Regions from separate parts of the Mus musculus genome. Here all the other regions are linked to region 1. The links are chromatin contacts, called in public Hi-C, HiChIP or PLAC-seq and promoter capture Hi-C maps. All regions are on one chromosome and are shown on one strand. Each heading gives the region's core, a stretch centred on a gene start, on an enhancer-like site or on the middle of the called end of the contact. The rest is flanking DNA. Distances are from core to core; before and after follow the strand shown.

The links. Promoter capture Hi-C pulls out the DNA fragments that hold promoters and counts their contacts. A called contact is a pair of places that touch in the nucleus more often than the background predicts. HiChIP or PLAC-seq counts read pairs in DNA pulled down with a chosen protein or histone mark. Capture Hi-C pulls out chosen DNA fragments and counts their contacts.
Region 2: a Hi-C map of B cells shows a contact between it and region 1, with 7 read pairs. The contact joins the promoter of Fanca here to the promoter of Map1lc3b in region 1. A contact is called at or near these places in 2 of 39 promoter capture datasets (embryonic stem cells and pre-B cells) and 1 of 484 Hi-C or Micro-C datasets (B cells).
Region 3: a promoter capture Hi-C map of pre-B cells shows a contact between it and region 1, with 4 times the contacts expected there. The contact joins the promoter of A330074K22Rik here to the promoter of Map1lc3b in region 1. A contact is called at or near these places in 4 of 39 promoter capture datasets (hippocampal neurons, liver, pre-B cells and 1 more) and 2 of 115 datasets of contacts at active chromatin or transcription factors (embryonic stem cells and pancreatic cancer cells).
Region 4: a promoter capture Hi-C map of pre-B cells shows a contact between it and region 1, with 3 times the contacts expected there. The contact joins the promoter of Zdhhc7 here to the promoter of Map1lc3b in region 1. A contact is called at or near these places in 3 of 39 promoter capture datasets (hippocampal neurons, liver and pre-B cells), 5 of 484 Hi-C or Micro-C datasets (CD4 T cells, CD8 T cells and regulatory T cells), 3 of 115 datasets of contacts at active chromatin or transcription factors (extraembryonic endoderm stem cells, large pre-B cells and pancreatic cancer cells) and 2 of 9 other capture datasets (adipose tissue and liver).
Region 5: a contact with region 1 is called in an HNF4G HiChIP or PLAC-seq map of pancreatic cancer cells. The contact joins the promoter of Cotl1 here to the promoter of Map1lc3b in region 1. A contact is called at or near these places in 1 of 39 promoter capture datasets (stem cell-derived epiblast-like cells) and 1 of 115 datasets of contacts at active chromatin or transcription factors (pancreatic cancer cells).
Region 6: a FOXA1 HiChIP or PLAC-seq map of pancreatic cancer cells shows a contact between it and region 1. The contact joins the promoter of Usp10 here to the promoter of Map1lc3b in region 1. A contact is called at or near these places in 2 of 39 promoter capture datasets (liver and pre-B cells) and 1 of 115 datasets of contacts at active chromatin or transcription factors (pancreatic cancer cells).
Region 7: a contact with region 1 is called in a promoter capture Hi-C map of adipose tissue, with 3 times the contacts expected there. The contact joins the promoter of Meak7 here to the promoter of Map1lc3b in region 1. A contact is called at or near these places in 1 of 39 promoter capture datasets (pre-B cells), 1 of 484 Hi-C or Micro-C datasets (CD8 T cells) and 1 of 9 other capture datasets (adipose tissue).

Annotation. Positions count from the first base shown.
Region 1 is chr8:121,588,931-121,592,379 of GRCm38.p6, reverse strand. It overlaps Map1lc3b (microtubule-associated protein 1 light chain 3 beta), which reads right to left and starts at 1,942. Exons shown (of 4, transcript NM_026160.5): 1 at 1,816-1,942. The coding sequence starts at 1,855.
Region 2 is chr8:123,316,592-123,320,156 of GRCm38.p6, reverse strand. Fanca (Fanconi anemia, complementation group A) reads left to right here and starts at 1,581. Exons shown (of 43, transcript NM_016925.3): 1 at 1,581-1,682; 2 at 1,986-2,095. The coding sequence starts at 1,604.
Region 3 is chr8:120,226,842-120,230,192 of GRCm38.p6, reverse strand. A330074K22Rik (RIKEN cDNA A330074K22 gene) reads left to right here and starts at 1,963. Exons shown (of 3, transcript NR_110496.1): 1 at 1,963-2,268. It also overlaps a transcript of Gse1 not described here.
Region 4 is chr8:120,099,767-120,103,075 of GRCm38.p6, reverse strand. It overlaps Zdhhc7 (zinc finger, DHHC domain containing 7), which reads left to right and starts at 1,604. Exons shown (of 8, transcript NM_133967.3): 1 at 1,604-1,984.
Region 5 is chr8:119,838,970-119,842,351 of GRCm38.p6, reverse strand. It overlaps Cotl1 (coactosin-like 1 (Dictyostelium)), which reads left to right and starts at 1,773. Exons shown (of 4, transcript NM_028071.3): 1 at 1,773-2,028; 2 at 2,128-2,210. The coding sequence starts at 1,952.
Region 6 is chr8:119,908,932-119,912,398 of GRCm38.p6, reverse strand. Usp10 (ubiquitin specific peptidase 10) reads right to left here and starts at 2,039. Exons shown (of 14, transcript NM_009462.2): 1 at 1,460-2,039. The coding sequence starts at 1,480.
Region 7 is chr8:119,776,542-119,779,761 of GRCm38.p6, reverse strand. It overlaps Meak7 (MTOR associated protein, eak-7 homolog), which reads left to right and starts at 1,346. Exons shown (of 8, transcript NM_028883.2): 1 at 1,346-1,402.

The DNA.
Region 1 (3,449 bases), core at 693-3,192:
TCAGGGCTACATAGAGAAACCCTGTCTCAAGAAACAAACAGCCAGCCAGGCACAATGGCACACCTTCAATCCCAGCATTCAGGGGACAGACGTGAAGATCTCTTGAGTTCAAGGCCAGTCCGAGCCACACAATGAGACCCTGTTTAAATCAACCAACCAATCACTGACAGCAGAAACCCCTTGCCTTCATTGAGATGGGAGCAGGGCCAGAGATCTAAGGGCAGAAATGGTTAAAGCTGGTAAGAGGAGACTTGCAGGGTCCACCACAACTATAAAGGGAAAGTCAGGAATAGTTGTCTTTACTAAAGCAAACAAGGGTCCAAACTGAAGGCCTAGAGGATCTGCCCAGCCCTGGCTGGCTGTAGGGCCAGGGAACTAGGAGGCAACCTGCAAGAGCTGAGACACTTTTTAAGCAGACAGCTGTGCAGAGGCCAATAGCCTGTACTGAAGCCACCTAGGTGTGTAGTTGAGAGGGAGGGTCTCGCTGCATCATCTCCAAGGCTGGGACTAAAGGCGTGGATCACCACCCCTGGCAGCAGCAATGCCTTCACAGGGATGGGAATTCTCCCCGGGGCTATTTATTTAGGCTGAGCAAACAAGCTTTCCTGCGGATACACACCCAGTAACCTGGAGTTTAGGACCGTTTTGGGGGTGGGGAAGCAAACACTGGATCACCCCAGAAAAACTCAGTGGAACCACTTGAGAAGCCTGAAATCACGTGATCAGTTCTAAACTTGGGAAATTGGGCGCGTCCTTCTAAGAATCTGCAAGCCTACACGGGCCTCCTGGCTGCCAGTCTCCTTCCTTACAGCACTGGGGATGATCGCTGCTTACTGGAAGTGTAAGAATTTATAACAGAAAGCTAATGGGACTCTGCCACTAGGCGGACCCTGAGCTTCACCGCCCTAAGCCCCACCCAGGTGCTTCAGCTACAAAGGGTCGGTTTGGGGTGAGCCCTACCTAAATCCATCCACCTTGTAAACATTCCCGCAGTCTGGATAGTGGAAACTCTAGAGCTCCAACCTAAATCCCTCCAAACTCACTGGAAAGGAGCAAGACCGGTCCTGGCCTCCTCAAAGGGGCCGCTTTGAACATCTGTGTGGGGAACCTCTCAACTGTCAGTGCCCACCAGTTTAGGTCCAATAAAGTCAAAAAGCAAAGGAAAGCCGCAGCAATCGGATGCCCGCGCTTTCTTCAGAATAGCTGGGTTAGGGAGAGAGGGAAGGCAATCTAGAGAAAAACAATCGCAAGCCAGATGGAGCTTCGGAGAGATTACCCCCGGCCACTCTGGGGACCCGCGTCAGAGCTAATGTTTGTGCACGGCTCATTTTCCCCAACCCACACTCCTTTCTTGAGGGCTGTTCCAGAATAACTTAAGATCAGTACAAGCAAACAAAACAAAACAGCTGTTAAGTTTCCGTTATGAGACAAAGGCCACCCCCCCCTCCACACACACACATATGCCCAAGACGACTTCGGGTGCAAAGGCGGCTGGGTGCTGCTCCGAGGCTTGCGGGGCGCCCGGACCTGGGGCCCACGAAGGACACAGCCAAGCGCGCAGAGCCTGCGGTACCCTACGCCACCGGGGTCGGGCCTCCAGTCCCGCAGGGGACGCCGAGCCCATCGGCGACCGACGGCCAAGGCGACGCTGAGCACCCGAGCTACCCCGGAGACCGAACCCCCCCGAGACCAATATCCCACTGGCTGCGTCGCTCCGGGCCCCGCCGGGTCTCGGCCCCGCAAGACACCACCGGCGTCCGGGCATTCAGCGCTCCCGGCACCCGGATCTCCCATCCCCGGGCCCGCGGGGCTCACCAAAGCTCCGGCGCTGCTTGAAGGTCTTCTCGGACGGCATGGCGCGCGGGGGTCCCGAGCCAGACGATCTGACTCCGGCGACGATCACTTCCCTTGTGTGTGTCTCAGTCCGCAGCCGAGTCAGGTGACTCGCGGCGCGTCACCGAGGGTGGGGCCGAGGGCGGCCCCCGAGAGCGGCCATGACAGGCGTGGCGGAAGCTCGGCGGCGCGCAAGCGTGCACGCGCCCAAGCCATGCGCCTGCGCCTACGCCAGCTACGCTGGGCGCTCGCTGGGCACACGCTGGGCGAGCATCTGTTAACTGTCTGCGTGGGTCGGGCGCTGGTGCGATGGAGTCCTGCAGACTTCATTCCCCTTCAGTCCTTGCATGATCCAGCTGGTGGTCCAATGTCCGCTCCCTTGCCGCTGTATTTGATATTCCTAAATTCTACCCACCCCCAACCCAAATAACAAAAAACTGACTTGTGGTCTTGCCTGCTAAATCTTTACGATTATGGAGACGTCTGGAGACTTATGGTTGGATCTGATCTTGTGGCTCTTCCCCTGCGAGTCTTGTGCTGCCATAAACACAAGTATTTACTCCTAAGTCGAAGTCGCAGAGAAGCAAGGTCTTAGGGACTACAGACTTGTCACTGGAGGGCAAGATCAATGACTTGTTCCAGCAAAAAGAAAGACGATGACAACACCTGCTGTGCAACCTGTCCACTCTCTCTTCCCATAAAAGCCCTTTTATGTGTCTGAGCTTGCTGAGCATGGAATTTGAGGGGCATGGCTCACCTATCTTTCCAGGGTGCTAGCCCATGTGTGCCCTCATTTCCTTACTACCACCTATCACGTTTTTTGTTTTTTTAGATTTTTTTGGTTGGTGAGCAATCAGACTGTGTCCAGGAACTGCAGCAGAGGCCTGATCCCGACAGGATCCACCTTGGAAAGCCACAGAGCACAGTTCTGTCCCAAGAGCTTTATCTCAGCTGTCCCTTCTCAGACAGATCCTTCTACCTCAGGTGACCCCAGGGTGGCTTTATCACAGGCATGTCCTCACTTTGACTCCTGCTGAGCCTGGGCCTGATTACAGGCTAGGACAGGTTTCAGTCTCCTCAGGCCAGGCCAATGGTCAGTCAGCCACGGTTTAGCACTTTCTCTGGGCCTCAAGCTACTTCCTATCTTCAGTTTGTAGGAGCAGGTGACAGACAGGTCTAGAGTGTGGAGCAGCCACCTCACCCCCATCCCACCCCCAGTGATGCCACATCTGAGCCAGCCTTGTGACCCTGCAGACCTACCACCTGACACTGTACTATCCCTACAGCCCAGACTTCCTCCTTTAAATGGAAATAACCTTCTTCAAGTGCTGTTTGTCCAAGGGATCTTCTACATCTCTGTGACCGGGAAAAGCTGAAAACACATTATGGAGTGAAATCCTGAGGGCTGGTTACTTTCCTTTGTTTGCTTGCTTTGCATTGTTAATTGCCCGAACTTTGTTGTTTTGTATGAAGCTTCTGGTCTGAGGTGCAAGAGACCAGGCTAAAAGTCAAAATGGAAGCCAGATCTGGTGTCCCAAGGCATGTCATCCTAGCACACTGGAGACTGAAGCAGGCTTATCAGAAGTTCAAGGCCAAGTGGGACTCGGTGCCTAGGC
Region 2 (3,565 bases), core at 332-2,831, 1.7 Mb before region 1:
AATGGCCCTTTTTTGCCAGGTAGTGGTGGTACGTGTCTTTAATCCCAGCTCTCAGTCAGTAGAGGTAGTGTATCTCTGAGTTCACCAACCTACTCATTCAAAATAACAACAACAACAACAACAACAACAACAGGGTAGCAGGGGAGGAACAGTGTGGGTGGGGAGGGCTTGTGTTGGAGGGGGTCCACCTTGTGGGCAATGATGGAAGTACAGCCATTTTTTTTTGAGATTTACTTATTTATTATATGTAAGTACACTGTAGCTGTCTGAAGACACTCCAGGAGAGGGCATCAGATTTCGTTATGGATGATTGTGAGCCACCATGTGGTTGGTGGGATTTGAACTCATGACCTTCGGAAGAGCAGTCGGTGCTCTTAACCACTGAGCCAGCCTTGAGCCACATCTTCTAATAGGCAGAGCAGCTCTCTGATGCTCCTCTCTGAGGGCACTTCTGATGCTAGAGGCAACGTGGGGCTGCCAGACACATTTGATCCTGAACTGGGACGAGTCCTGGCCATAGTGATGAAATTTTGTAGAAATACATTAAAAAAAAATTGGTTCTCTTCAGTTTTATATCTTTAAGTGTTCTCTTTGATGGGTAAAGTGACTTTTTGGCTCCCAGTGTGACCGTAGCACCTCCAGGTCATGGAGGCAGATAAGCCTGATTCCTGGGAAACTTCGGTCAATCTTTGTCTGCTCTGCTCTGGCTCTGATAATGGCTCCTCCAGCTGCTGACTGATTCCAGGCTGGGTGAATTTTAATCACAACCTGGCTACTATGGCCGGTTCAAGCCTGTCTCTAGTGTCCTGTCTTCCACTAGTGTCTGCGTGTGCACACACCTGGGGTAATGCTGAAAATCAAGGACAGTGGCTGCAGTGCACATAATGCCCTCCTTCAGTTTGCTTGTTTGTTTGTTAGAGTCGGGGTTTCTCTGTGTAGCCCTGGCTGTCCTGGAACTCGCTCGGTAGATCAGGCTGGCCTCCAACTCACCGAGATCCACCTGCCTCTGCCTTCGGAATGCTGAGATTACAGCACCGCCCCGCACGTAAGGTGGATTTAAAAAAGGAAGAAACAAGAATGACAGCGTTTTTGTGGCTGTTTTTCCTTCCTAAGTACTTTGAGCGCTTAGCGGGGAGTGATAGCAACTCTAATTTCAACCCTTGAAAGTCACACCCCAGCACCAGAACTCCTTTGGTCAATTTTCCCTCAGAGTCAAATAAGCACAGCAGAGTACTCGGATCGATCCTGTGTAGTTTTGAACAAAGCAGGTAAAAGTGCTTTTTTTTTTTACCGAAAACCTGGGTCCAGTTTGTCACGTGATCTCCCCAGGCCAAGCTCTGGGCCATTAGCAATTCTGCGCCACTTTCCCTCTAAGTTGTCAGGCGCAGGTGTATTGCACCAAGGCTGCCACCATACTGCCTTCTCTGCCACCCGAACGCAGCCAGACTCCGGGACAAGTACTACAACCAAGAGGAAGAGGGCCACAGAGCAAGGGTCCGCCCTCGGGGGTGTGGTCAAGCATGCTCCTAGCCAATGAGCGCCAGCGCCTGGCCGCGGCCAATCGGAAGGCAGCGCGGGCTGCAGAGCCGGTGTTCCAGACGCTATGCCGGGCTCGCCGGCTAGGGGTGCTGCCATGGGTGGTGGGCCCCGGGGCCTCCGAAAAACTTGGACCGAGCTGCTGGGTAGGTCTTGCCATTTCTGCCTTCTGACCCCCAACCAGCGCCAGTGCGGTCCCTCCATTCTTCGGGGTCCGGGTTCAGATCCCAGCGTGGCTCAGCCCTGCCCGCGAGTCAGCCGTCCTGGGCCGCGCTGGTCCTCTTAGGGCCATGGGCCCCAGGCTTCCTGGTCCTGCCGCTTGCTGCAAGCGCTAGGTGACTGTCCAGACTTGGACAGCTTCTCTCTGGACCTCCGCGCAGCGTGTCACCCTGTGTACGTTGCACTATAATTTTCTGAGCAATTTTTTTTTCTTTTTAAAATATCTTTAGCGGGCAGAGTCAAAAAGCAAAAATATGATCCTGAAAGGGAACAGAAATTAAAGGATTCTGCTCTGAAACTCCTGAGATACCATCAAAATATGCATGACCTTTTGCTAGAGGTAAGAGGAAGTTGTCCTGGCTGAGCAGGTTGGATGTTCGGAGCCAAGCCAGATCATAATCTTTTTAATGTCCTTCTAAGCCTGAGTACTTGGCGAGTAACTGGTGCCGGCAAACCAGGTGGGAGGAGAGCTGAGTGTATTTTATATTTTATGTCTTTGGAGATGAAAGTAGTTGGGTAGTACATTTAATAATTCATGAAAGGCTTTAATAAATTCCTTCTGGGAAAAGTACTCGAGGGGCTGGAGGGTTGATTCCTGTACAATCTGGTTTTTGTTTGTTTGTTTGTTTTTCTCTGTGTAATCCTGGCTGTCCTGGAACTCACTCTGTAGACCAGGCTGGCCTCGAACTCAGAGATCCGCCTGCCTCTCTCTCCCAAGTGCTGGGATTAAAGGCGTGCACCACCACACCCAGCAAGATGGAGTACAAGTTGTAAGCTGAAAGAAGCATCCCGAGTTGCTTTTGGTCATGGTGTTTTTATTACAGCAATAGAAATTCTGGGGGCTGGAGAGATGGCTCAGCGGTGTTCCAGAGAAACACCCAGGGGAAGAGAGCAGTGTTTGTAACCTGTGTGGGTGTGGGGTGGAGGAATTCACTGCTGACAAAGGGATGCTTTTTGTCCCAGAAGCCGACTTTACCGTTTGTTGACATGCGCTGCACCCAAATTGGATGGACAGCCCTCTCTTGGAGACACTTTGACTGAAACATTCACTGCAGACACTGGAATTGTTCTAAATATTAAGATAAACATTGTTTCTTTGCAGCAAACACAGACTGTGACAGAAAACGCATATATAGAAACATGAGGGTGATTGAAATCTTTCATAATCCACCAAAGAGAACCAATTAGGCCTTTGCTGCTCTAATTCCATGTTGTCATTTTGAAACACAGTTCAGAATGGCATACAGACAATTTAATTCTCACTTTTAAATATGACAATTAAGCACAGGCATTTTCACATGGTTTAAAATGCTCCTAAACAATAGGGCTGGCATTGTAGCATCCCGTTTACTTCTGGACTTGGTTTTACTAAACCATTGCAGCATCAGCACACCAGAACTTCAGTTTGTCACACACTGATCTGTATGATTTATATTTGTAAGTTCCTTTGTTTCTCCAAACCAGAGTGAAAGGCATGAGCTACCGATAATCTCATTTACAGGGAAGACACTGAAGGGTAGGTCATTGCTAGAGGTCACTCAGCTGCTCAGCACTGATTGCTCTTCCGGAGGTCCTGAGTTCAAATCCCAGCAACCACATGGTGGCTCACAACCATCTGAAATGGGATCTGGTGCCCTCTTCTGGCATATCTGAATACAGTGACAAATGTACTCATGTGTATATATCTATCTATCTATATACATACACACACACACACATATATATATACAATAAATAAATCTTAAAAAAAATTCTAATACACACACACACATACTGTCACACACACTCACTCTCACACACAAAGATGAAT
Region 3 (3,351 bases), core at 714-3,213, 1.4 Mb after region 1:
TGCGCAGAAGCGGGCAGTTCGCTCAGGGTAGGGTCCGAGGCAGAGAAGGCTTGGTGGTACCTGCCCAGGAAGCCTTGCACAGAGCTGATGAGCTCACGGTTGTGCGATGCCCGGTACAGGGCCCAGACGTCCTCCAAGACGCTGAAGCACTTGGGGCAGCTGCGAACCTCGCAGCGCTTGTTGGGGGGCCGAGCGTTGGGTGGGCAGGGCAGGAGGCTAAGGAAGGGGAAGTGCATGGAGCCCCCAGAGTTGCCGTTGACAAGGCGGGAGGGCACAGCCCGGGCATCCCGTGTACAGTCCTCCCCACAGAGGTAGCAGGCTTCCCGCAGTAGCCCCGCGGTGGGGGCGGGAACCTCTTCCCTAGGGAGTCTCCGGGCCTTGGAGGCCATGCCGGGGGCGTGGCTGTTCAGGGGCACCACGTAGAGCCGCTGCAAGACCGGCACGTTGGCTAGCTCAAAGCTCTGCCACTGGTGTGTGAGGGACGAGAAGCAGCAGGGACACACGAGGGTGCTGCCCGCCTCAGTGATGGGCTGGGCGCCGGGCGGGGGGCTATGTAGCCACAGGAAGGGGAAGAAGGGCGCCTGGGCGGGAGTCTCCTGCTTCTGCACGTGGATCTGCTGCTGCGAGGCCGGTGACAGCGCCGAGCCACAGACGTAGCAACAGCGGGCCTGGCTGTCCGCGGGTATCCGGGGAGGCCGCTCCAGCCCTTCGTCCCCGAGGCTCCCGGCGACGTCGTTGCCCTCGGGGGTGCTACTGCGCTCTGGGGGCGCCGCGGGCCGGCTGGAGGCGGCGCCGTCCGTGCCGTCGGGCGCAGCGGGGCCGGGCCAGGGTTCCTGGATGCCCCTCAGCACGCTGGCTCGCGGCTCCGGAGCCCAGTGCGCCCCTGGCCCCGTGCGCCGGCGCCGGGCTCCGGACTTGCTGGAGTCGTGCGCATCCTCGGGCTCAGGCTCCGGCTCCGGCTCGGGCTCGGGCTCGGGCTCGGGCTCCGGTTCGGGCAGCGCGTCGGCGTCCGACAGCTCCGACAGCTCCGAGTCGCGCGCGTCCTCGGTGTTCCACTCGCGGGCCCCGCGCCGGCCAGCCGCGCTCGCGTCGCACTGATGCGGCCTCTTGAGCCAGTACACGCGCTTGTCCACGGGCGTGCGCGCGCGCTCGAAGGCGGCCCACTGCTCGGCCAGGAAGCAGCGGCACACGGCGCACACCAGCACGCAGCCATCGGTCGCGCTCAGCCCGCGCGCGCCGGGCGCCGGCTCCTGCTGCTGCAGGAACGGGAAGAAGGGCTGCGCGGGGCCCGCCGGCCTCACCGGCAGCTTCAGCTCCTTGCCGCGCGCGATGCCGCCGCCGCAGATGAAGCACGACAGGGCCGCGCCCGCCGCTGCCATGAGCCGCTGCTTACGGGAGAGCGGCGCCGCCCGGCCGCTCATGGCCCGGCCGCCGCGTCCGCCTCCGCGCGCCCCGCGGCTGCCGCTGCTCGGGCCGCGCGCACCGAGGCCCCGCGCCCAACTCGCAAAGTTTGGCGCGCGGCGGCGCGCACGCGGCCCGGGGCGCACCGAGGGTCTCCGCGGCGGTGCCCGGGGCTGCCGAGTCCCGGCGGGTGGCGGCGCGGGCCCAGGCGGCGCCGGAGAGCGCGCCCGGAACGCGGCGGTGGCGACGGTGGCGACGGGCCCCGGGCGGCTGCGGCGGCCGCATGTGCGAGCTCCGGCGCCGGCCCGAGCGTCGGGTCATTTAATTGGGGAGGAGGGAGGCGGGGCGGCGCGGGGCGGAGGGCGCGGGAGGGAGGCGGAGGCGGAGAAGCCTTCCCTCGCGCCGCCCTGCTGCCCGCCTCTTCCCAGGCTCCTCCTCCCCTGACTCGGACTCCTCCTTCTCCTAATCCTCCTCTCCCTCCTCTCCTCCCCTACCTCCTCCTCCTCCTTCTAATCCTCCTCCTCTTCTTACCTCTCTCCGCCCCTCCTCCTCTGACTCATCCTCTCCTCTCGATTCCTCCTCCCCTGACCTCTTCTCTTCCCCAACCCCCTCCTCCACCCCCTCCTCCTCTCTCCCCACCCTCTCCTACCCCCTCACCCCCCTGTGTCCCAAACTATGGCACAATAGGCCCCAGCTCCTCTGTCTATTCTGTGTCCAGCAGGAGCCCGCGGTGATTCATTGCTCCAATTAGGGGCTCTGCAGCCCGTGGCTCGGGCTGTCTGAAGGGTCTCCTTTGGGACCCACGAAACCCATCAGCCGCTGCCGCTGATCTTTAAGAAAAGGTCAAGCCGGACGCGCTAGTGCCAGGTGAGGACGATGGGTGTCTAGGGAGGCTTGGGAAGGGTAACCCCCCTCCAAGATCTGGGGAGGTCCTGGCCCTTCAGCAGCCCAGGGTTGGGGGTCACCTTTCTAAGCCCAGTGCCCTAGTTTTGAAGACAGAGGAAAGAGGAGTTGTCTCCTGCATCACCCTGGAGACAAAGTCCTCCCAGCCTATCTCCCCTCTCCCCCTCCCTCTGACTGGACAGGGCCCACCAGATCACCCTAGGGGTAGAGGTAAGAAGGGTACTGTGTGTCCTGGGACTAAGGACTCAACCTCTCTGTGCCCTTTTCCTTCTTGTTAAAGTGTTCCTGCTGAGACCACAGATATCCAGGACTTAGTGTATTGTATGCAGATACATTGTAGTTATTTAATGCAGAGACAAACCCTTTGCAGGCCAAGTTCAGAGCTGTTACATGCCTCTTAGTTACTTCCCCACAAGAAGCAAGTGTGGGATGCCCCTCATTTTATGACTCAAGAGGCCAGGCAGGATTCAGACCCAGGCAGCAGGGTTCTGCTAGGAGTATGTGGCCTCCCCAGGCAGACATCTGGCCCCTGTCACCCAGAAGCTGCTGGAGACTGTCCTTGGCGCCTCCTAGGCACACAGGCACACACATGTATGACACACACACACACAGATGGTGCCCTTTGGCTCAGGCTGGGTCACTAAGCAATCGTCTCCCATCTGTAAAAGGAGCCCTCAAAGCTTCAAAACTGTGAGCAGTTACTTTCCAGAAGCTTCCAGCTGTCTACCCTGCCAGCTGGAGATGGTGCCTGAACCCCAAAGGCAGGAGCCCCACCACCACCACTGCCACCACTTGGTGAGCTGACATGTAAATAAGGCTGCTCCCCCCCCCCTCCAAATGAGCAGGAGGAAGGGCCTCTTGGGAATCCCTAACATTCCAGAGCTCCAGAATCAACTGGGGTGGGGTGTCAACATGGCAGAGGATGGGACTCTGTCCCTTCCCTGGCCCAAAAAAGTGCTGGCTCAGCAAATTGTCTCGCAGACCAGGGCGGGGAGGCATCCCCTGGCTGCTGGCGTGGTTCATACCTTGTTAGAGGAGAGGCTGATG
Region 4 (3,309 bases), core at 355-2,854, 1.5 Mb after region 1:
CGCACAAACAATCTGACCGTGAGTGTGCACAATTTATTTCCTGTTTTTAACATCCTGTTTGTGTTGTCTTGAGGAAAACACACTGTCTCTGGAGGCAATACTGCCTTTATCAATCTTGCTGGTTTCTTAACTCTCAGCGAGCAAGAAAGGTCAGGGTGAGGGCTTTTTTCTGTTCCCAGGGTCCTTGAAGTCCCTGTCTTTCTATTCTGCCTCAATTCCATTCAGGTCCGCCTCAGTGAACTGCTAAGCTCATCGGGGTTACCTACAAGTGCATGGCTATTTAGAGGTGTATGGGTAACTGAGGCATTGCCAACACTGAGAAGTCCACCCTAGCATGGGAAAACATGCTCATGACACAGCCTGCAAGGCTCCAGAAAGTCTCCTCTAACCAGCAACAGTGTACTCCTTACATGATCCACAAGACCTCCCGGGTCTTATGGGTGTCCTGAGCCCCGCTTTCCATCCTGAGGAAATAGCTACCTAGGGCAGGCCAAACAAGAGGCACCTGAAAGGTTGGTACCATAGTGAGTATATGGATGCACAAGACGTAACCACAAAAGGGGCTACAGAGCCTGCGAGTCTGCTTAGAGGTGGTCCTTCCAGAAAACCTAGGTTTGGTTTCTTAGCACCCATAAGCCAACTCAAAACTGCTTACGCCAGTTCCAGGGTATCTAAATGCCCTCCTCGAGCATGCACGTGGTACACAGATATATATATGCGGGCAGAACACCCACAGACATAAGAATTAAAGAAAGAATTAAATAAGATTAAAAAGATGTAACCATAATTTTTCAAACCCAAAAGATGCTTTTTTTTTTTTCAAGATGGCATTACTATATAGTCTAGAGTGGTCTCGAACTCCGAATCCTCCTGCCTCAGCCTCCTGAGTGCTGGGACTTAGGCGTGCACTTCCATGCCTAAACTTAAAAGCTGTAATTTTGGAGCAGTTAATCTAATGCACCCTTATTTCCAAAAATCTGGCTCGAATAGCAGTTTCTGGGCGCGGGGACAGGAAACCCAGCGAAGATGGCGTGCGTACCCCAATGGGCTAGATCCCGGAGCTGTCATTATAGCCCTTTTTAGTATCACAGCACACCTTGCGTTTGCCAGTTTAACTACCAAACACTTCTCTGCCCTGGACAAATTGTGCTAAGTCTGTCAGGGGACTCAAGAGGCAGGGGACGGGTGAAGGTTATAAAAACACTCGTTTCTACCTCCGCAAAACTCTGGCCGGTCATCAGGAAGGGGTCGCAGCGACGCTCCAGCGACCTGGGCATGGAGGTGTGCAAGCCTGGACCCAGGAGTCCCATCTCCGGTCCAGGGCGCTGCCTCGGGCTCCCAAACGCCCTCTGGCTCAGTTGCTTCCACCCCCGCGCCTCTATCCTTCATCTCCGTAGTTCTCCCTCCTCCACCTGGCACCGACATCCTTAAAAAGAGAATCGGAGTCGCCACAAACTTCATCTATGTATGGTGCGGCGGGAAGCCTTATCGAGTGCTCTCGAACGGCAACGCGGCGTGGCCCTCGCGGCGCCCCGTAGGCACTGATTTCTCTTCCGGGCCACCCTTCCCGGGGGATCTCCGTTTAGTAGTCTTGCCGTAGATGCTGCTGCCTCTCCTCCAAGAACCGCCGAGTTCTTGGAAGCCCGGTCTTGGATGAAATCGCCAGAGCCTCCCCGCGATCCGCCTCCCGGAAGCCCCGGGCGGCGCGACCGGAAGGACGCAGGCGCAGCGTCTTGACCTCGGCCTGGTCCAGTTCCGGGGTCGTTCGGCTCGGCTGTGCCAGTTCGGCGTCGGGCTCCCGCTTCTGCTGGGGCTGCTGCCTCTCGCCCACCGGCCCGGCCGGCCCGAGCAGCGCGGAACCGAGCCGGATCCGGGTCCACCCGGCCCGGCCATGAGCGCTGCCGCATGATGCGTCGCCGCCCGCGCCGTTGCAGCCGCCGGCCACCAGGAGCCTCAGCACTGGGCGACCCCGCCCGGGCCTCGGGTGAGTGCGGGGAGAGCGGCGGCCGCGACCCCGGGCGGCTCCCCGCCGCCTCCGCGCTGCGGTCCCCTCGGGGGCTCTCCAGTCTCCTCTGCGGACCCCGCAGGATCGAGCCCCATTTGCACCTGCAGCCTTTTGCCTGACCTTGGGCGCTCCAGAGCTAACGTCAGGGTGGCTGTCATAAAGTGCTGTCACCGGTCTGCGAGCTGTCAAGTTTTTTTATGGTCATGCTTCGTCGCAGGTCTGTCTTCCCAAGGCCTCTGTTGTCTCTCTTTAGCGGGACTCTTCTGTTCTTTGCCGGTCTCCCTTCTCTTCCCCCCTGCCCCTGGCCATGGTGTTAGGAGGGTAGTTACCCGGAAGGGCATCTGGGATAATCGGGTCAGCTTTCAGGGCAATAAGGTTCAACTCTATTGAGCTGTCATTATTTCTAGAACTAAGTCCCTTCTAGCTATTAAATAGGCACATTTTATTAGCTCGTGAACAGCCAGTTTATTGTGGCAATTAAATTGGAGTAGTCATAGTTGCAGCAGTCTGCACTGTAGCGGCTTTCACTGGTGTGTGTGGCGCTGTCCAAATCCAAGCTACAGTCTGCTTTGCAATCAGTCCCCTTAGTGAGGGAGTACACTTGTGTTTATTTTACTGCCTTGGGAGAGAGGTCATTTATATTTCTTGGTAAATCTGCCCAGCACACCACTCTGATCTTTCCAAAGTTGTTTATAACTTTCACTTAATTCATGCTACATTTAGAAACAACAACAAAAAAAGATACCTTGTGATACTTGCCCCTGCAGAAGTGGTTAAAGAGAAAGGTTCTTGGAGGTATTTTACAAAATGGGCTAATGGGAGTGTTAATTTCATTTTTTGAACGTTGCACAAAATAGACAGGTTGGGGGTGTTGAAACTGTGTTGTGTACTCTGTGGAGTTACTGGTAAGGAGTTACTGGCTTCTGGGCTGAGAGTGGGAAAAAGTGAAGAGATAATTTCACTCAGAATTTGTTCAACAGCACTTGACTCTTGAGTGTCTGGGCGCTTGGTCGGTTGATATACTTAAAAATAAAACTCTAAGCTGGATGTAATGGGTGCACACCTTTAATCCCAGCATTTGGGAGGCAGAGACAGGAGGATTTCTGAGTTCAAGGCCAGCCTGTTCTACAGAGTGAGTTCCAGGACAGTGAGGGCAACACAGAGAAACCATGTCTCAAAACAACAACAACAAACAAACAAATTAGAACTCTGTGGCTTTGCTGCTCATCATGCCTTAAAATCAAGCCCTTTTTAAGAATGGAAGAGAAGGCAGGTATAGCCCCAGCATCCAAGAGGTAGAGGTG
Region 5 (3,382 bases), core at 524-3,023, 1.7 Mb after region 1:
TGGGGTTTTGTTTTTGTTTGTTTTTTTTTTTTTTTTCATTTTGAGGAAAGTAGTATTTTTTTCTTGGCAGCTTTGCCCCAATTGTGTGTGTGTGTGTGTGTGTAGTTTGTATTGAGATAATTTCATGTAGCACAGGCTGGCTTCAGTTATCTATGCATCTCAGGATGACCCTGAATTTCTTGATTCTCTTGCAGACAGCTCCCAAGTACTAGGATAATGGGTGTCTATCACTATGCTTCTTATTTATTCGAATATATGTATGTGGGGTGTGTGTGTATGCATGTGTATGTGTACACATGTGTGTGTATGTGTGCATGTATAAAAGAGTGTGGTTATATGTGTGTATTAAAGATTGTAGTGTGTGTGTATGCATGTGTGTGTGTGTGTGTGTGTGTGTGTGTGTGTGCGTGTGCAGATGCCTACAGAGGTTAGAGGAGGACATCAGATTCCCCTGGAGCTGTAATTACAGACATGGGTACTGAGAAAGAATCTAAAGTCCTCTAGCAGAGGATAAACCATCTCTCCTAATCTGAGACAGGGTCTTATTTTGTAGCCCAGGCAGGCCTGGAAACCAGTATGCAGCCCAGCCTGGTTGTCAATGTATAACCCTTCTTTTTTAACCTCTTGAGTTCTGAGCTGCCTGGTGAGGTACTGTGTCAAGACTTTTTCTTTTTTTTTTTTAAGGTGAGGTACTGAGAGAGAGAACCTGGGACCTCACAGATGCTGGCTCTTTGGGCCACACCTTCAGGCCTAAGGGTTTTCCTATCCCTTATACATGTTCCAGATCTTTTCAGTTTCTGTCTATGATCCGTTTTAGTCAATAGCAAACCAACAGTGACCTCTTTTGATGCCCGCCCTGGTTTCTGTACATCATTTCAGTTAAGGCTGAAGGCACCTGCTGAGGCTCCCTGAGGCTCGTCTTACCACGGGGAGAGAGCAGTCCTCTTGATAAGGTTTCAGAGCTTGCCCTATGGCTCGGGGCTGAGAATTACAAGCAGTTCTAGAGCTGGGCCTCCAGGGCCAGCCTTTCACCTGCCGGTAGGACAGATGGTAGAGGAGTAGTGAATGAATGACCCAGTAAGGGGGTTAAGGATGCCGCCCCATCCCGCCCCAGCACCCCACGTGACTGCAGATAGCCAGGCTACAAAGTCAACAGTGATTCTCTTTCCAAATGAAATGCTTCCTTCTTTCCACTTCTTCCCTTTCCAAATCCAAAGAGCAAACAAACACTGGGTTAGGGGCGCCAGCCTTGGCCAGCCTGGCTCATCTGAGTGCTGACTTAAGTTATTCTTCTGAAGGAGGGGGAGGGGTGGAGAGCTCTGCAGCCCAGCTCACTGGTAGAGGGAACGAGGGAGGAAGAGAGAATAAGAAGATTCGAGGGAAGATGCAGAGGAGAAGGAGGAAGGAGGCCTTAGGGAGGAGGGAAAAGGGGCTTGGGGTGGGATAAATAGGAGAGATGAGAAGGCGAACAAGGTAGAGGCTGAAAGAAGAGGAGAACAACGGCGTAAGGGAAGGAGAGGAATGGAGGGAAGGAGAGAGGGAAGGAGGAAGGAGAGCGAGATCGGAGAACACAGAAGGTGGTGGAAGAAGCGAGGGGCTGGGGCCCACGGAGTGGGGAGGGAAGAAGGCGGAGGAAGGGAAGACGAGGAGGAAGGGCCCCCCTCCAGCCCTCCGCGGAGTTGCGCAATCCGCACAGACTGGGATTGGCCGCCGGATGTGCGAGACGCCCCGCCCCCGCCTCGCCTGACCAATGGGAGCGAAGGGGCGTGGCTTTCACGGGAGTGGAGTCCCCGCGCGCGCTCTGGCTCTGCAGTAACCGCGGGCCTCTCTCCGAGGACCTTAGCTTGCTGTTGCGAGCGGCCACCTCCCCTGCCCACTCTCGGAGCCCGCTCGACTCTCGTAGCGGATCAGGGACGCGTTCACTGGTTCCGGCAGTGTCCTCGCGGCGGCCATGGCCACGAAGATCGACAAGGAGGCGTGTCGCGCGGCGTACAACTTAGTGCGGGACGACGGCTCGGCGGTCATCTGGTGAGCAACGCCGCGGGGCCGGGGAAGCCAGTAGTGACCTGCTTCGTGCCGCTCGCCGCCGCCGCTCACCTATGTTTCTTTTCTTCCTCCAACCCAAAGGGTGACTTTCAGATACGACGGCGCCACCATTGTCCCCGGCGATCAGGGAGCAGATTACCAGCACTTCATCCAGCAGTGCACAGGTAGGGCGACCCTCATGAGACCTTTTGAAAGAGGGTGGGCACCCTGGGCAGCGAGCTGCTGGGCGTCCAAGCAGCAGCAGATCTGGGCTGGGGCTTTGTTTGTTTGTTTGTTTTGGTTTTGTCTTTGTGTTTTTGGAGATAGGGGCTCACTATATATCCAGGGTGACCTCCAACTGGCCATCCTCTTGCCCCAAGCGTCTAGTACTGGTAGGGTGGGTGTGCACAGCCATGCAAAGCTCTGATCTGAGCTTTCCAAAGTCCCGAGTGTATCCCTCCCCCACCCTGCCCCCAACCCCTGTGGACATCACCATCAAGTGACCCGAGGAGATTCCTCCCCCGGTAGTGTCAGTCGGCTTCTTCCGCTCCCGCACCCTGTGGTCCACTGGGTTTCCAGGTCAGAAGGGGCAGTTCAAACTCCACCCTCTCTGATTGGTCAGTGAACAATAAACGCCGAAGCCCCTGGGGGCTGCAAGCTAAAGGCAGAACCCAGGGCCCCACCCTCCTTTCTCCCTTCCATCTTTGTCCCTATCTGCTTCTGTACAAGCCTTTAATTTGAAGAGTACAGAAACACGCACCAAGAATGTGTATCCGATGTTGCTATACCAGGCCTGGATAAAGAGAAGCTGACTTGCGAGGTCCCAGCGGCCAGTTTCCTTTGGAGCGAATGGCCACTGGCTGGGGTGGGGCATGGAGAGCTGAGATTGCTCCATGGTTTGGTGTGGAGGAATCAAGCAGATGTGTGACCTTACTAAAAGCATCCCAGGGAACCCTAAGGTTTGTGTGTGTTAAGCTTCCCTGGGACATGTGGACCATGAAAGAACACAGGGCCTGAATGGCCACAGCTCCCGTAGAACAGCTCAACACCATTGGTAAAGAGATCTCTAAAGGAGCTGGTGTGCAGAGCAGCTCAGCATATTCTGGAAACAGAGGCAGGGGGATGGAGAATTGGAGGCCAGCCTAGGCTGGGCATCCCCCGTGCCTTCCGGAAAAAGAGCCTTTAAAGAGATTGGAAGTAAGAGACCCCGGGGCCTAGTGTCTCCTTAGCTTTGGAACCTAATGTCAAACAAAAGCAGGCCACCTAGGAGCTAGGGTGTGGACTCCTGGGAATGGCTGTGGGTTAGAATCCCTCTTGGGCTGCTTTCCAGCTGAGTGGGGTGGGGCCAGGTCCCTGG
Region 6 (3,467 bases), core at 790-3,289, 1.7 Mb after region 1:
TGGCTGTTCTAGAACTCACTCTGTAGACCAGGCTGGCCTCAAATTCAGAGATCTGCTTGCCTCTGCCTCCCTAGTGCTGGGACTACAGGTGTTTTTGAATTGAGCAAGGCTATGAAGGGCTGATGGCTCCAAGGTTTAAGATAGTTGCTCTTGCAGAAAACTGGGGTTCCATTTCTACCAGGACTCAGAGGCTAAGAACCATTCTAATTCCAGTTCCAGGAGATCCAACACCCTCTTCTCGCTTCAATGGGCACCAGGAACATACATATATGCAAGCAAAGCATTCATTCACATAAAATAAAATAAAATAAAAATGCCTAAATAGAACCAGATGTGGTGGTGGTGAATATTCCGAATCGCCAGGGCCTCTGGTGACAGAGGTAGGCAGTTGCCTTAATCGCAAGCCAACCACAGCTGCATAATGAAGACCTGTCTAAAACTTAAAAAAAAAAAAAAACCACTTGTCAAAATATTATTCAACAAATACGAATCGTCTGCCTATTGAAAAAAAAAAAAGCACACCAAATACAAAAGCATTTACAGATGAGGGGAAAGGTCAAACAGGCAAAGTTCAGATTTGATCTATGAAACACCACATACTTAAGAGAACGGAAGTTTCTCCTAGGATCTAACCTTTTATTAAAAACAGTTTCGAGGTTTAAATCCCATATTGCAACAGTTACTAAAACCTTTCAAAAGCACATGGTGGCTCTTGCCTGCAACGCACCAGGCTGAGATAGGGAAAAAAAAAAACTTAAGTTAGAGGCGATCGTGGACCAAGAGAAAGATCAAATAAAAAGACGATCGTTCTTCAAAGGTGGCCTCACCAGACCGACCTCACCTGCCTTGTACATACATCCACCTACCATCCTCAAAAAGGCAATTTTACTTCTTAGTTTCCCGAGAGTCGCAGCCCGGAGAAGCGGCACCACGTGCTGACTTCTCACTCGTCCTAAGTGCATCTTAGGAGAGGGGCTGCAGGAGCAGCTCCGGGCACAGAAAACACAGCAGGCAATCCGGCCTGCCGGGCCCCGACCCAGCCCGGGCTCGGACACCGTGCAAAAGGTGTCAGTCTCGGGCAAACCGGAGTATGCCGCCCCGGCGCTTCCCGGTTTTCTTTGCAATAGAATTCCCGAGGCCAGGGGCCAGGTCCCCGGCGGCGCTGGGCCAGAGCGTCGCCCGGGACTCGGCGGCTGCGGGCCGGGCACGCGGAGGCCTTCCCTGCGGCCTCGGGCGTTCTCGGGGCGGCTCGGACACTCTCGGGGCGGCTCGGGCGCTCTCGGGGAGATTCGGGCGGCCTCCGAAGCCGGGGAAGCGCGGCACTGAGGGGCGCGGCGCGGGCCTAGGCCGGCAGCGTGCCGGCGCCTCCCCCACCGCTCGCCCGCCGCGCACCTCGCGATCGTCGCCCCGAGGCCGTCCCGTGGCCCAGACCTCCCAGCCCAGACACGGCCCGCGCTACCTGTGGGTTGTGGAGGGCCATGGCGGCCCGTCTCAATGAGGTTCGGTGCTGCTCCGGCTTCTCACGCCGCGTCTCCCGTCGCCGCCATCTTCTCGCCGCACAGACACACTCGCAGCGGCCGCCGCGCCTGCGCACTGACTGCGCCGCGGGAGAGCCAGGCGGCGTTCTGCGCCTGCGCGCGACAGGTGGGCGTGCGCCCCGGGCCGGCGACCCTTCTGTCCCCAGCGCGCCGAGGGCGGCTGCTCCAGGCGAGGGCGTGAGGATGGAGCTGGCCAGGCACCCTGGGGCTGCAAGGTGGAGTTCCGGAGTGGTTACTGCGCTGGGTCCGCCTGAGCTCCGCCCTGGGATCTCCGCTGGAGATCTCCAAGGATCCCTTACCCTATGGAGCGCGCTCTTCTGACCGTTCGTTCATTCATTCATTCCTTCACTCTTCATTCTCTTCACTAGCTTGTTTTACCTGGCATTGGGGAAAAAAAGATTTTTTTTTTCTTTGTAAAACATAAAAGTAAACGTTGAAGGAGCTAGTGAGATGACTCAGCGGGTAACGGAGCCCTGCCTCCTGTACCCTTGAGGACCAAATGAGTTCCATTCTCTGGATCCACATGACGCCAGGGGAAAACCAACTACAGACTGTCTTCTGACATACAAAGGGGCACACGCAAAATAAACAATTTTAGAAAGAACTCGTTAATCCAGGAATTGTACTCCTGTGAGCTCAGTATATAGACTGCAGAGGTAGGACGATCATCTATGAATTGCAGACCAGTCTACATAGCAAGTTCCAGGTCACACACAGCTACGTAAGGTAGCTCTGTCTCGGGGTGGGGGGTGGATAGTCATGTTGATGACTTAGCACATTCTGCAAAGGGTAGAGACTCAGTAGGTGTTAGTTATTGCACACACGCAAGTGTATACACACGGGAAAGTTCTTGACTCAGCCATATAGGCAATAATAATAATAAAAACAAACAAAAAACCTTACTAAACCTCCTACTCCCAGCTGTAGACCAGGCCGGCCTTGAGTTCTGAGATCTGCCTATCTCTGCTTCCAGCGTGCAGGGATTAGGGATTAAAGGTGTACACCACTGCCGGGCCAGGAAAGAATTTTATGACAAGCCCCTGTGGGGCAAAGTTGGCAAGTTTATTAAGTAGAGGTGAGAGAGGGTACACGGGTAGGACTGAGTTTAGGATCTAGAGACAAGAAGGAAAAGGATAATGTTCAAGTGTGGGCACAGCTGCTCCAGAGAGTTGCCCTCAGGTGTCTTGGTTTTGTTTTTCTTTGCTGTGCTACACATGTAGCAAAAATTGGCTTCAAACTTTCTTTTCTTTTTTTTTTTTTTTTTTTTTTGGTTTTTCAAGACAGGGTTTCTCTGTGTAGCCCTGGCTGTCCTGGAACTCACTTTGTAGACCAGGCTGGCCTAAAACTAAGAAATGCACCTGCCTCTGCCTCCCAAATGCTGGGATTAAAGGTGGGCACCACCATGCGCACTGGCTTCAAACTTACTTTCTCTCTTTCTCTTCCTTCCTTCCTTCCTTCCTTCCTTCCTTCCTTCCTTCCTTCCTTCCTTCCTTTCTTTCTTTCTTTCTTTCTTTCTTTCTTTCTTTCTTTCTTTCTTTCTTTCTTTCTTTCGTTTTTCAAGACAGGGTTTCCCTGTAAAGCCCCAGCTGTCCTGAAACTCACTTGGCAGACTAGGCTGGTCTCGAACTCAGAAATCTGCCTGCCTCTGCCTCCCAAGGGCTGGGATTAAAGGCGTGCGCCCCATGCACATTGGCTTCAAACTTTCTAGCAGCCAAGGATGAACTGAAACTCCTGTATCTCCCGCCCCTACTTCCCTAGTACAGGGCTACGCTTCATACTCCGAACTCTGGCTCCACAAAGCAAACAAAGCAAAGCAAAGCAAAACTCTACGAGTTGGTTCAATGGTTTCTTTCTCCTGAGAATTTTCTTTTGGCCCTCTTGATTGCACACACCTTTAATCTCAGATGGCTGAAACAGAGGCAGGCAGGT
Region 7 (3,220 bases), core at 97-2,596, 1.8 Mb after region 1:
AAGGCTGTCCTGGCTGCCTCAGCCTCACTCCTCCATGATGGCCCTTGTAGCCCAACTTCAGCTCGAGGCTCTGCCCACTGACTGGTCGTTTTCCTAGGGGCTCATAGGAGGGTGGTGGTGGGGGATCAAGTCAATTCAAGGTGTCTTGGTGTTAAGATGGCCGTGGAATGTTGGGAACAAACGCTAGGTGGAGCTTGGCTGAGCGAAAGGCAGATGGCTTCTGGTGGACATGTGACTTCAATCCACTAGGGGGAGCTAGCTGCCCGTTTTCTTTTGCTGTCTCTCTTCTACTCGCCTTTTCAAAACTTCCACTCTCTGTATCCCAGGCTGGCCTGGAACTCACTGTGTAGACCAGGCTGGCCACAAACTTGCAGCAATGCCCCTGTCTAAGCCTCTTGAAGTGCTGAGATTACAGGTGTATGCCACTACACTCAGCCGGGCTGGTGTCACAATAATTAAATAATAATACTAATAATACTAATAATAATGTGTGGTGTTTTGCTTTATGTGCACCGTGTGTGCAATGTCTCTGGAGGCCAGAAGAGGGCGTCGGATCCCCTGGAACTGGAGTTACAAGCAGGCCTGAGCTGAAGTGTGGGTTCACCTGTGTCCTCTGTTAGAGCAGCAAGTGTTCTTAAGGACTCTGCCACCTCTCCGGCCTCTGGTGTCATTTTTCCAGCTACAATTTCAGACAGCAGCTTCTGTTACTTTGGGGGGTTGGGAGGAGTTCCTCTGTGCCACTCGGACGGTGGGGTTTGCAGGCAGCGACAGTGGGTTCGTCTCTGCTGAGAATTCTGGGACCTACCTCTGTTGTGTCTGTCTCCGACACCAGAAAAGGCCCGGTAGGGCTGATAGCAAGCTATCCCACTCCTGGGGACAAGACCGGCCGGCATCTGCTTCTGTGTGTCAAGTGCTCTATTGGCTAACGCAATGGACTTCAGGAGGTAAGGAGGTCAGATTTTCCACCCTAGTTCTGGGGGGCGAGTCCCAGCTCAGGCCTTCTGTTCACAGTGCCCCTGTTCCCAGCCTCCCACATTGCTCCCTTCTATCCGCTCCCTGCATTTAAACCCCCTGATCCGCTTCCAGCCCTTCAGCAGCTTCCTAGCACCTCCTAAAGCCCAAGTTCTCCTTCAGCCTTTGCAGAACCTGAGCAACTGTCAACCATCCCCAAGTGTTCCGCTGTTACAGGCTCAGTTCTTCGATCCCAGGCTCCGCCCACTCCCCGTGAACTACAATCCCATTGGTTAAGATCTGACTCGGGCTCCACCTCTCAGTAGCCCTTTTCCAATTGGTGCTCATGACCGTCCGTCAGCGCCGTTGCTAGGGAAAGGGCTGGGCGACCCGGGCAACCTTGCTGCCCAGGACGTACCGGAAGGAGCTCGGTCCCTGTAGACCAAGGCTGGTGAGCCGGAGGGAGGGAGCCCGGGCGAGGCTGGGCATAGCTCAAGGAAGGAAGGAAGACCTTCGGGGTGGCCTGAGCAGCCCCCAAGGAAGCTACTGTCTCAGGCTACTGTCAGAGAAGCAGAGAGTGCCTGGGATGGGGTGAAGCTGGGCTCTGAAGGGATCCGTGGGCCTGCCTTGTTTTCCGAGACGAACCCAATAGAGTTCCTTCAGAGGCAAGCTCAAAACCAATTTAGGGGGAGGCGAGGAAGGTGCCCTGGCCTGCACTCCTGAGGGGGGCTGGGACAGATGGAGGGCTGCCAGCTGCAGACCCAGTAGGCTCCAGGACTTGGACATGGGCTTGGTGTGGCTGTTCTGATGGGGTGTTGACCCCAGGAACCAGACAGTGTGTCACGATCTCTTGGAGGCCCCATGGGAAATTGTCCGAGGCACACTCCAGCCTGCCACCAGGAGCTTGGGGCTGCAAAGAGCTGGCTCGCCACATTCTTCGTGACACAAGGAGCCCTTTTTATTCTCCAGGGTCCATCTGTGTTTGTCTTTGGTTTCTGGAAAGCAGAACCAGGTGGCGATGTTAAACGATTCACCCAAGCTTATTAAAGCACGGCAAGCTAAACTCCTTTTAAGACCATGGGTTAGTGACTTGGTGATGGGACTTCACTGTTGGGGAGAGGGCCCCCTCCCGAAATGGATCACCTGGTTGGGGGGAGGAGGAAGGACGTGTTTAGCTATTAGGGGCAGTAGAGTGTTGAGGATAGACTGTTGCGGAGACTGGAATGTTCAAGGAAGCTCACTGGTGGGTTCAGGAGACTTGGATCTGGTCGGGCAAAGGCTTCCCCTTGATTGTGCCCAGGTGGGAAAGCCCATTGTTATACAAAAACTGTCTGGAATGGCCACCTGTGTATGGATTGAGACTGTAGAGCTCATAGGCCCTGTGTGGAGAATGGTCAGGGCTGTGGGTGACCTTTAAAGGGTCTCTCCACATCCCCCCCACCCCCCCACCCCCGCTTTCTGATAAGAAAAATGGCTTTGATCCTTGGCAAGTGTCTCTTTTGGGTCACAAGGCTGATACTCACTGCTACAAGTGACCTTACAGTCACTGAAAGATGTCTTCACCTAAGAAAGGTGGACATAGTTGCCAGGGGAAAGCTACCCCATGGACCAAGGTGTCCCCATGGAGGACAGAACCTGCCCCTGACACATGCAAGACCTTTCTCCGGGAAGCTGACAGATTGCTGGCCCCATGACAGAGCTTGCAGCCTAAAGGGAGAGCATGGGCCCCCCCGAGAATCATTCTTGCTGCAGCTGTGTGGAGACAGGCGGCCTTCCAGCTGTAGCGGCTGGGCTGGTACAGGGTGAAGAGCCATATTCTCAAGGTCTCTCCCCAGTCCTCCCTGAGCTGTGGGCTCCAAACCTGCCCTTCCCCTCCCCCTGCCTTCCTCACAGAGCAGCCAAGCTCTGGCTCTGTCCTGGCATCTGGTCCTGTCCTGTACTGCCCCTGGCTTGTTTACCATTCAAGGCTTGGTGTTTAGCATTTACTTTCTCAATCAATCTCTGCCCCCTCCACTGCTGTGGCTTAGTACTAGCAGGCCGTGGGGTATGCAGCTGGCATCACTGTGCAGGGGTGGTTCGTGCATAGTGGGGCAGGTAGTGCTGACCATGGGGATCTCGTGGGGTCAGGGTGGATTTAAGCCCTTGGGGGCTACTTAGGACCTGGTCGTGAATTAGCACTAGGAAACCCACAAAATGGAAGGAGAGGATGGCATCTACCTTTTCTGTCACTGTGACCAAACACCTAACAGAAGCTATTTCAGAGGGAAAA